Regions from separate parts of the Macaca mulatta genome. Here region 1 is linked to region 2. A link is a contact called in public Hi-C data. All regions are on one chromosome and are shown on one strand. Each heading gives the region's core, a stretch centred on a gene start, on an enhancer-like site or on the middle of the called end of the contact. The rest is flanking DNA. Distances are from core to core; before and after follow the strand shown.

The links. A called contact is a pair of places that touch in the nucleus more often than the background predicts.
Region 1: a contact with region 2 is called in a Hi-C map of sperm, with 2.6 times the contacts expected there. The contact joins two enhancer-like sites. A contact is called at or near these places in 2 of 14 Hi-C or Micro-C datasets (fetal cortex germinal zone and sperm).

The regions. Positions count from the first base shown.
Region 1 is chr17:72,373,074-72,378,338 of T2T-MMU8v2.0, forward strand. SCEL (sciellin) reads left to right here. Exons shown (of 32, transcript XM_077974506.1): 9 at 422-487. Among named protein-coding and RNA genes, the nearest start is that of SCEL, 37 kb to the left of the region's middle. Within about 2 kb of position 2,623, at least 3 of the 40 cell types and tissues checked have an H3K27ac peak or open chromatin away from gene starts, as enhancers often do.
Region 2 is chr17:72,288,736-72,294,185 of T2T-MMU8v2.0, forward strand. No RefSeq gene overlaps it. Among named protein-coding and RNA genes, the nearest start is that of SCEL, 47 kb to the right of the region's middle. Within about 2 kb of position 2,041, at least 2 of the 40 cell types and tissues checked have an H3K27ac peak or open chromatin away from gene starts, as enhancers often do.

The DNA of each region.
Region 1 (5,265 bases), core at 1,373-3,872, 85 kb after region 2:
TCTCAAAAATAAAAATAAAAATAAAACTATATATATTTTGAGTAGAGTATAAGATTGTTATTTCTGTTGTGAATAGTTCAGACATGCAAAAAATAGGGAGAATAACATGATAAACATACATGAATTTACTATCTAGATTTAGCAATTGTCATTATTTTCCAGGTTTGCTTTAGATTTATTTTTAAAAGAAACGTCCACATTACTTAGTGCCAAAGGAAATGAGAAAAGAAGTTTACTTGGAGGAACAGATAGCCTAGAATATAGGACAATTACTTCCTACTTCATTTATGAAATAGTGTTCATTTTACTTCCAAGGCTTGGTATAATCTCACTGTCTTTTTAACTGTCAAATTATTTTCAGACATGTGGGTGGGATCAGCCTTTCAAGCATTGTGTTTATTACCGTGTCATTTCTTAACAGGCAGTCCTGGTTTCCACCGCCCCCTCCAGGTTACAATGCCTCTTCAAGCACAGGAGCCAGGAGACGGTAAGGGAACGGTGTCGGGCGTAATTGCTGTGCCATTAGATGGAAGAACATGTCAGACATCTACAACATATAATTGTGGATGCTTTGGGATAAATTGGAGGCAATCTCGTGAACTCTCAGCTCTGTACTGTAGGGTGTCCAGTGGGAGTAAGGTCAGGGCTACAAGTACCCTGGTAGGACATCTGACAAACTGCTAGGAGTAAGTAGGTGGCTGCATTAGATTGCTAGGGTTACTTACAGCCAAAAGAAATGAGTGCCACAAACTGGGTGCTGCAAACTGCCACAAAGTGCCACTGGGTGGCTTAAACAACAGGAATTTATTGCCTCATAGTTTTAGAGGCCAGAAGTCCATAATCAAGGGTTCATCAGGGTTGGTTCCTTCTGAGGACTGTGAGGGCTCCCCTAACTTCTGGCGGTTTCCTGATAGTCATTGACATTGCCCAGTTGGTACAAGCATTGTTCTGATTGCTGCCTTCATCTTCACATGACCTTCTCCCTGTGTGCACGTCTGAGTCCAAATTTCCCTTTGTTATGAAGCAACTAATCATGTCTATCCTACTACAGTATGACCTCATCCTAACTGAACTAATTACATCTGCAATGACCCTATTTCTAAGCAAGGTCACATTCTGAGGAATTGTGGATTAGGACTTCAACATGTGAATTTTGGGGGCAGAGGGGACACAACTTAATCCTTAACAGTGACAGCAGGAGAGAACAGAGTCAGGCATCAGACAGGGGTTCCGATGTGGGCTCCTGGTGCCCAGCTGTCTCCAGGCTGTGCAGAACCTGGAGAACTGGATGAGGTTATGTGTGGCAAGTTGTTCATAAATGTTAAGTGACAAATGAATATTTTCTAATTTTTTTTGTTGTTGTTGAGAGTAATAGTTATAACTAAATGATAGATCAGGTGGAGGACACCTTATTCTACAATTTTCATGCTAGAAATGCCAGCACCAATTCAATGTAATAAATATTTAATAAACACTGCTGTGTGCCAGATATTATTCTAGGATCTTGGGATATATCAGTGAACAAAACATGGAACCTACACTCTGGTCTTTAAAGAAGCATGCTCTATAATCAATATCATCACTAACTCAGAAACAAAAACAGGTCTTCTATTTAGTTTACTTTTCAGGTATCCAAAGATGTTTTTATGTCTCAACTTCTAGAATATTTTAATGTTTCAATGGGATCAGTTTTTCTAATTCTGACTATTGGAAAAGAAAATTTTATTAAACTATGTGCTCATTTAATATTAGATTGGTTTATTTTATAAAATTTTCATCTACCCTGCAGACTTCTAATGTCTCTTTCATTTCCAAGTTATGGATATATTTAGAAATACATGTATTTTGAAATAATTTGAGTGAGATCTATAAGGATGTAAATAAACTCTAGTTGGTCAATAGAAAGAGCTCGAGTTACTTTTTTTATACCTATCATTACATCTATCTATGTATCTATGTATCTATGTATCTATGTATCTATGTATCTATCTACCTATCTATCTATCTATCTATCTATCTATCTATCTATCTATCTATCTATCTATCCTATCTCTGTTTGTCTATCTGTCTACCTATCTATAACTAAATCAAATTATATTTCTATAACATGTTGAGCAGTCACAACTTGGAGTCACATTCACCAACTGTTACAATGTTTTATTTTAGAACCTGCTCATCTACAGATGACTTCCAATTACATGAACTTCCATGTATGAATTACATTTGGAGTTTAAAACATTCTTTCCCCTCAGGCTGTTATTAGATACTTCCCTATGGGTGATACCTTTGATGTAAGGAGTTATCTAAGTGGGGAAAATGTTAACTAGGAGTTCTCCTAGTTATTATTTTTTCTGAGTATTGTTAAGATTCATCCATTTTTGTCTTGATAGAGAATAACTGGTACTTTTCTTAGATCTATTTATTACTTATTTTTAAAATAACTTCATATTTTGTCCTCAACTCATCATTCCAATTATTCATTATTCCAATATCATTATAAAAAGCAACTGGTTATATAACAGGGTAAAAACGTGGAAGGATTATTCATGAATTAACATCTCATGCTATCAATGCCTGTTGAGGTTGTGGATCTGTTTTCACAGAGCTGATGGGGCTTGGCTCTCTGCCCTCCCTCACGATTATGCATTGCTGGATGTGATTTACATGGGAGATGAAATGAGTTACAATGTTCCTATTTCTGATTCTTGGCTCAGATCCATAGCTCTGGAACTAAGGGAAAGAGGAGATTATTAGGCTAGGTTGATCAATTTGTATATCCATTCCTTTTTTAGAGTCACAGATTATTAATATAATGGCTAAACGAAAAGACTTCTCTTTGAGCATCAAAAATATGTCATGCCAAGCCTTCAGGGGAAGGAGAGAATAATAACAATATAGCAATGCCTTTGATTTCTGAAGTGCTTTTCTTTGGAAGAGCTGAAAGTACAGCTTCTGTTTCTCACCTTTAATGCCAGTGCATTCCCAGGGCTGAGAAACAGCCTTTTTAGTAAATGCTGAAAAATAGAAGCGATTATTAAATGATGAAAGGGAGTAAAGGCTTCACAAAGATATCTTTGTTCCCAGAGGAGCCCAAAGAAAATGAAAATAGGTCAAAAACAGATAAAAATGGGGGGCTATGATTGATAACACTAGCTAATAGCTCAATGTCAAACATTTCCCTTTATCTTTCACTAATACACTGGTGTTCATCTCTCCCCCTTTTCTCTCCCCTCCCATCTTCTCCAGAAGAATTTTCACTTAAGACTGACACCCTTACTTTTTCTGTTCTTAGTTTTGCAAGCTTTTTTTCACCACCTAATCTTTCCCTGAAATTTCATTTTCTCCCATACATCTTTTTCTGTGCAGCACAATTGAAAAGACCATCAAACTCCCCTGTCATCCAGGAATGAGTCCTTTTCCTGGAATTTCCTCCCTTGACCTCTCTGTAGCCCTTAACACCATGGGTTATCCCATCTCTCATTTGTTCCTTTCTTAATTTATACTATGGAAGAAATCAAGTTCAGATTAAAAACTTGTGTTATATTGTGTTTTGATTAAAATCTATTACAAGCACAATGTAAACCACACCCAAAAGGCCTTAAATTTTTTTTATCAACAGAAGAGCTCATAATATCATACCTTTGTTTAAATGTATATCTATGCCTATAACTATGTTAGTCTATCTTTATAATTAATATATCTATTCCTATATCTACATCTATACCTATACTTACAGAGAGTTTTTTAAAATTATCATATTTTATAGCTAAAGAAAAAATGAAATTTTCTGAGAAGTGTCATTTTATGTATGGTATACATTAGTTATGCAATGAGAGAGTTCAGACCTGGGTGATCAAACAAAATTTTGGAGTTAAGACTTGAATATCTTTGAAAGCCTCTTGTCCTATTTTTGTAAATGTTCAAGAGAGTAGCTGTAATTCATGACAGCAAGACATGGCATGTAAAATTTTTAACTTAAATAAAACCTTTGGCCCTTCTAGTTGATTTCCAAGTTTGCTTCTTGGTCATTGTGATTTCAACCATTGGGATATTGATGTTTTCTGTCTTCTTTCTTCTCTTGCTAAGAATGGAAATAACCAATACAGTGTTTTGAATTATCAAGATATGCCAAGCAGATTATCCTTTGAAGTCTTCTTATCAGAGCATGTTTTATTTTCATTTTAATCAAGACTGAATCAGAATTTTAGCTTTATAACTGTTGTTCCTTGTTACATTCCTCTGTCTCACTCCTATCTCTCTGATCAAAGTCCTGTTTCACTGGTTTCCCCATTTTCCATGTTCAAACCTCTTCCATCTTAAAAAATATAGCTCCTAAAAATTTGATAGCCTAATATTACAAACCTACTCTGCTGACACCCTTCCTCTCTTTCCATCTTAGCCAACGTTCTCAGAAGAGTTGATGCTGCTTTTCATCTCCATTTTCTGGTTCCTATCACCATTAGTTCATGGAAACAGCTTTCCCTAAGTCACTGATGACATTGTTCATATCAGTCTGTATGACCACGTCACCCTTCAAAGGGCACCACTGACTCTTTATGCCCTTATCAAATCTCTCTTGTTGTGTTTCGAGAACCAGCACACTCCCCCAACACACTCTTCTGGATTTTCTTTCTTTTTCGATTCCTCAGCCCTTCTTCCTTAGTCTCCTCAGCTTCCTCATCATTTTCTACCAAGCCATTAAATGTTGATGCTCCTAAAGGCTCCAAGTCCCTCTTCTCTTCTCCTCCTGTTCTGTGCTCTGCCTTTCAACAGCAGCATCCAGATCCAGGGTTTCAGTGGCCATTTGTGTGCTCTCCACTTCTTTGTTTATATCTGCTCCAGATCTCTTCTCTGAGTTGCCTTTGGGTAGCCCACTGCCCACTGTCTCAAAGACATGAGAAACTCAATGTGTTCAAAATGAAATCCATCCTTCTTCATCCTAACCCGGTCTCCTATCTCATTCTCCTGTAATGATAGTTTAATGGGAATAACGCTGACTCTCTAAATTACTTTGGGCACTATGGCCATTTTCACAATATTGAGACTTCCTATTCATGAACATGAAATGTTTTTCCATTTTTTTGTGTCCTGTCTGATTTCTTTGAGCAGTGGTTTGTAGTTCTCCTTGAAGAGGTCCTTCACTTCCCGTGTTAGTTGTATTCCTAAGTATTTTATTCTCTTTGTAGCAATTGTGAATGGGAGTTCATTCATGATTGACTCTCTGCTTGCCTGTTGTTGGTGTATAGGAATGCTAGCGATTTTTGC
Region 2 (5,450 bases), core at 791-3,290:
GGAGCAGGGGAGGGGAGCATTCAATTATTGATTTATTTGAAGTGATGTGAAACATTGGCATGCATAATAAATGCTCAGGGGAGGGTGAATGAACTATTTAATTATAAAAAAGGGGAATATATGGGAGAATCAGAATAGTGGTTCCTGGCTGTCAGGTAGAGAAGTGACAGTCATCCTCCCAGCTCCAAGTAAGCCAGGGGTACAGAGGCGAAGAGGACCCCACAAGTAGGGTCCAATCCGGATTGTGATGTCTTTCTGTTACTGAGTATTATGTTATACAACTCTGTACCAAAAATGCATGTGGCTCACACAGTATGATCATTTACTTGTAATGTTAACATGTAATTTTCTCTGCTTTTGACCTGTTGGGTAAGTTTTGTCAACATTAATTTCATCAGTCTCTGTGTCTTCTTTTATGGTTTATGACTATGGTTTGTGTTGATTGGTGGCCAAACAGTGTTTGAAAATATAATAAAGCATTATGGAAATGCTGAGTAACTAGATTATTTTTGCTTATATGACTCAGGATTGGCAACTTTACAATTTATGTTTTATCTCCTGTGGCTGATTACCTTGATTGATCAAGGCAAATGGATATGGAGCCCACTTTAGGTGGGGGTGGAGCATGGAGCCAGTGGACACTGGCAAAGTGGAGATGACAACCTTTCAGAGCTGGAAAGGATTCATTTTGCAATGTAGGAAGTGAACTTGGAGATGTCAAGTGACTTGCCAAGGTCATACTGTGGGAGGAGAACTAGTAGGCCATTTTTCGTTTTTTCTGTTGAGGATAGAATCTTTAATATTTGTTAGTGACAGTAGAAAAAAAACACTATTTTCAATCACTGATTAAGTGTAAAATAAATTTAAAAATATTTAAATCAGGTTTCATTTACCTGTGTTTCATGTATAATCTCCATTCTCATAGGTCTAGGGGTCTATTTTGAGAATCAGTGGAGAATTTGAGGAAGACAGGGAAATGATCAGATTTATACTTTAGGAAGTTAATCATCTAGTGGATGTATTCCTCATTCTTGTGAGTGGTAAAGAGAAAATTATATATACTTTAAAATATTTCTTACTGCATTACTATAACTCAGAGCTAGTCTTAGTGGCATGATTTTTTTATGTGTACAAGAGATACATTACTCTTGTTACTATTTTATTATTTCCAGATACTGCCATTTGTTTTTCCTTGGGTTGACTTAGTTCAGATAGTTGAAACTTTACTGAGTTGTTTATAATAGTGATGTACAGTTGGGGTTATTCACACTTGGTGGTCTTTTAGAGCCCAACGTGATGCAGAGTAAGACATCTGTCATTTTGTAGTTGTCTCAGTTCTTTTAGGTTGCTATACAAACTGCATTAGACTGAGTGGCTCATAAATAACAGAAATCTATTTCCCATAGTTCTGGAGGCTGGGAAGTCCAAGGTCAAAGTGCTGGCAGATTTAGTGTCTAGTGAGAGTCTGCTTCCTGGTTCGTAGATGGCTATCTTCGTGCTGTATTCACATGGTTAAAAGGGTAAAGGGTCTCTCCGGGTCCCTTTAATAAGGGCACTATTAAATTAAAATGGAAACCCAGGCCTGCAGAATCCCTGAGTGGACAAAGCCAGTTAGGCTTCATAACTGACCTTAACCCGGTTTGATTTGCAAACATAAGCAAAAGTTAACTTGAGCTATTTCTTATAAATGCCTATATTAAAGAGAAATGAAACTTAAGGCTAACCAATCAGAAACTGCCAACTAAATTATAGTTATATAACTGTATAACTAGGGACTTTCCAACAAGATAGACAAAATAGTAAGGCAACTGCATAACTATAACCAAATTGTTTCACATCTGTATTCACTCTCTAAAAGCCTGTCTTTAATGCTTCTTCAAAGGAGCCCCCATACCACTTGTGGTTTGGAGTTCCTGATTCACAAATCACTGTTTACTCAAATAAACTCTTTAAAATTTTATTGTGCCTCTGCAGAATACCTAGTGTTCAGCACAATACCTCAGTACCTTTTAATGGCACTAATACCATTTATGAAGACTCTCTCTCATGACCTAATCACCCCCTAAAGGCCCCATGTCCAAATATCATCACACTGGAGATTAGGTTTCAACATATGAAGTTTGGAGACACACAAACATCAGTCCATAACAGGAGTCATCAGTGGAGGCCCCCTAGAAATACACTTCAGACTTGCAGTAGAACATACCCTATATCCATATACTCTTTGATTCACTGCTATAGAATGAAGCGTTGCTGTCGCTCATTAAAATGTTTTTTTTTTTTAATTTTTGTGGGTACATATGAGGTATATATATTTATGGGGTACATGGGATATTTTTATACAGAGACATAAAATGCATAATAATCACATCAGGGTAAATGGGGTATCCATCACCTCAAGAATTTATCATTTCTTTGTGTTACAGGCAATCCATTACACTTTTAGTTATTTTTAAATGTACAATAAATTATCGTTGACTGTAGTCAACAATACCCCACAGAACCCCACAGAATGGGGTTCTTGTAAACTATTGACAAGAGATTAATGGATAGTTTACAAATATTTTCTCCCATTCTGTGGGTTGTCTCTTCACTTTGTTGATTGTTTTCTTTGCAGTGCAGAGGTTTTTAAACTTGATGTGATTTCATTTGTCCATTTTTGCTTTGGTTGCTTGTGCTTGTGGGATGTTACTCAAGAAATCTTTGCTCAGCTCAATGTCCTGGAGAGTTTCCCAAATGTTTTCTTTTAGTAGTTTCATAGTTTGAAGTCTTAGATTTAAGTCTTTAATCCATTTTGATTTTATTTTTGTATATGGCGAGACATATGGGTATAGTCTCATTCTTCTGCCTATGGATATCCAGTTTTCCAAGTACCATTTATTGAAGAGACTATCCTTTCCCCAGTGTATACATTCTTGGCATCTCTGTCAAAAACTAGTTCACTGTAGATGTATGGATTTATTTCTGGATTCTCTATTCTGTTTCATTAGTCTATGTGTCTATTTTTATGCCAGTATCACGATGTATTGGTTACTATAACTCTGTAGTATAATTTGTGAAGTCAAGTAATGTGATTCCTTTCATTTTGTTCTTTTTGCTCAGGATAGCTTTGGTTATTCTGGGTCTTTTGTGGTTCTATATAAATGGTTAGGATTATTATTTTCTGTTTCTGTGAAGAATGTCATTGATATTTTGATGGAGATGACATTCAATCTGTCGATTGCTTTGGGTGGTATAAACATTTTAACAATATTAATTCTTCCAATCCATGAATATGGAATAGCTTCCCATTTTTTTTGTGTCCTCTTCAGTTTTTTGCATCAATGTTTCCTATCACTCATTTTATTTTATAATCTGGGATATTAGTTCATTTATTAAGTGCACGTGTATGTATCTGTGTGTGTACTGTTCTGCGGAAATACAAAGTATAAAACATACAAACTAGTATAAAACATGATCCCCTAGTTAGAGAGAATAAGCATAAATATATGAAAAGTTGAATATTTTACCAAGATGAGGCCTCACAAAATATTATATATCTTAATTATCTTTTCAAGTAATAGCTTTCAATTTTTGAATTATCTTGTCCACATGACTTACTTTTTAATTTCTGCAAGAGAGGGTTCATATCCTTTTTACTCACGAGAAAAAACAAAGCTCAGAGAGATGAACTTGCCCAGCGTCAAATAGAAAGTGAAGAAAGTGCACAAATTGAAACTGGGGCTGTCTATATTCACAGACCTTATCATTTCTCATAAAGCCAGTATGATGGAGATTTACCAATTTATTTTTTGCCATCCAGGTATCAGAACCCACTCTCTATGTTTGGGAAATGCTCTCCCTCTGATGCCGTCCAGCTACTCACCTTTCCAGGGTTCTTGCTGTTAAGGCATGGGGCTGGGCTGTGCCAATCAGGTCCATCTTCTCTCGAGACTATGAGAAACTGGGACACAAAGAAACACACACCACCCAGAATATATTTGGACAACATTTGGGGGTGGAGGTGGCAACCACATTTGGTTCCCAAAGGCAGCAGTGGCAGCAGAGTTCCTACAGCAGCACCCAGGGTCTGGTCATTGGCTGCTGGAAGGTACTATGCTGTCTGGGTCCAGCAGGAGCTCCAATGTCTTTACCTGATAACTCTTGTGGTTTGACTGTGGGAATTGTTTCCAGCTGTAAAATTCATAAGTTTGCTTCTCCAGCCCTCCCAGAGAATATGTGGACTATCCAGCGTCTTTTAAATAGTTTCTGTTTCTGCTTTAATTAACCAGGGTCAGTTTCTATTATTTGCATCTAAAAGCCCTGACTGTGACTGAAAATTGTGCCAGAAGTTGTAGGCAATAGATATTCAGGAAAACAAGAGGGAAACTGTACTTTATTCTCTGTCTTGGTAGGGTTTAAGGGGAATTGGAAATCAGGTTGATATTAAGAAACTGAACCTGAACATCCATCGAAATTTGTGAAGAAAAAACAAAACAAAACAGTTAATCAAATGATCACATGTGTCCACTCGTGATAGCCACCTTGAATGCTAGGTTTGGGAGGCAAAATGTATGCTGCAAGAGAGTGGTTGAAGGGTGTGGAGGAATTCAAGGATTGTAGAGTTAAGCAATGGACACTTTAATGACAGAAAATGACAAAGTGAAAGTCTTCAACTCTCAAGCCACCCACTGAAAACTAGTCACTTTCTAACATAGTGCTGAATTGGAACGCACACTCAAAGATTTATCCTCCAAGTTGCTTCTTTACATCAATTTATAACCTTTCCTAGCCTCTTATGTCAAAGTTTGGGCTTTGACATAGGTTATTAAGTAGGTGGCAACACAGGGTGGAGGCATGTGAGAAAAGTTGGGTTGCTCAGTGTGTAAATCTTCCTATGCCAGTGCACCGTCCTCCCCTGCAACCAAGGTAGGCATGTCCCAGAGCCTATTTTAAAATCAAACTCCCCAAATTTACAAAATTTTGTTGTTATATTTACAGAAATCTGGCTGATGCATGTGGCAATAAATTCTGAGGATGTTGACAAAAGTAGGAGGACTGTGATTGAGATCAAGTACAGTGTGTCAATATATGTACCTGCACCTCACCTATATACAATCTAGGTGCAGGTACCTATATTGTAACTAGGTTGAATACAATATTCAACTGGGATTTATTGTAGTTACTTATCGTAGTCATCTGATGAAACTTGGACTCAGCGGTGGCCTAGATATTTGTGTTATACCATAAAGAAGAAATGAAAACAGATGTAGGAAAGTGGGAGGGAATTTTTTTGTGTACGATCAATTTCTTAATTCTTAACTTTGATTCCAAGGCCTTGTTGATGCATGCATTGAGAAATTCACTGGTGAAGAGAATCCCAGCATTAAGAAAATCTCTATAAAGAATGTTCTTTGTGGATCTAGAATGCAGAGCGAGGAGACACAGCTGAAATGAACTCTCTGATTTCA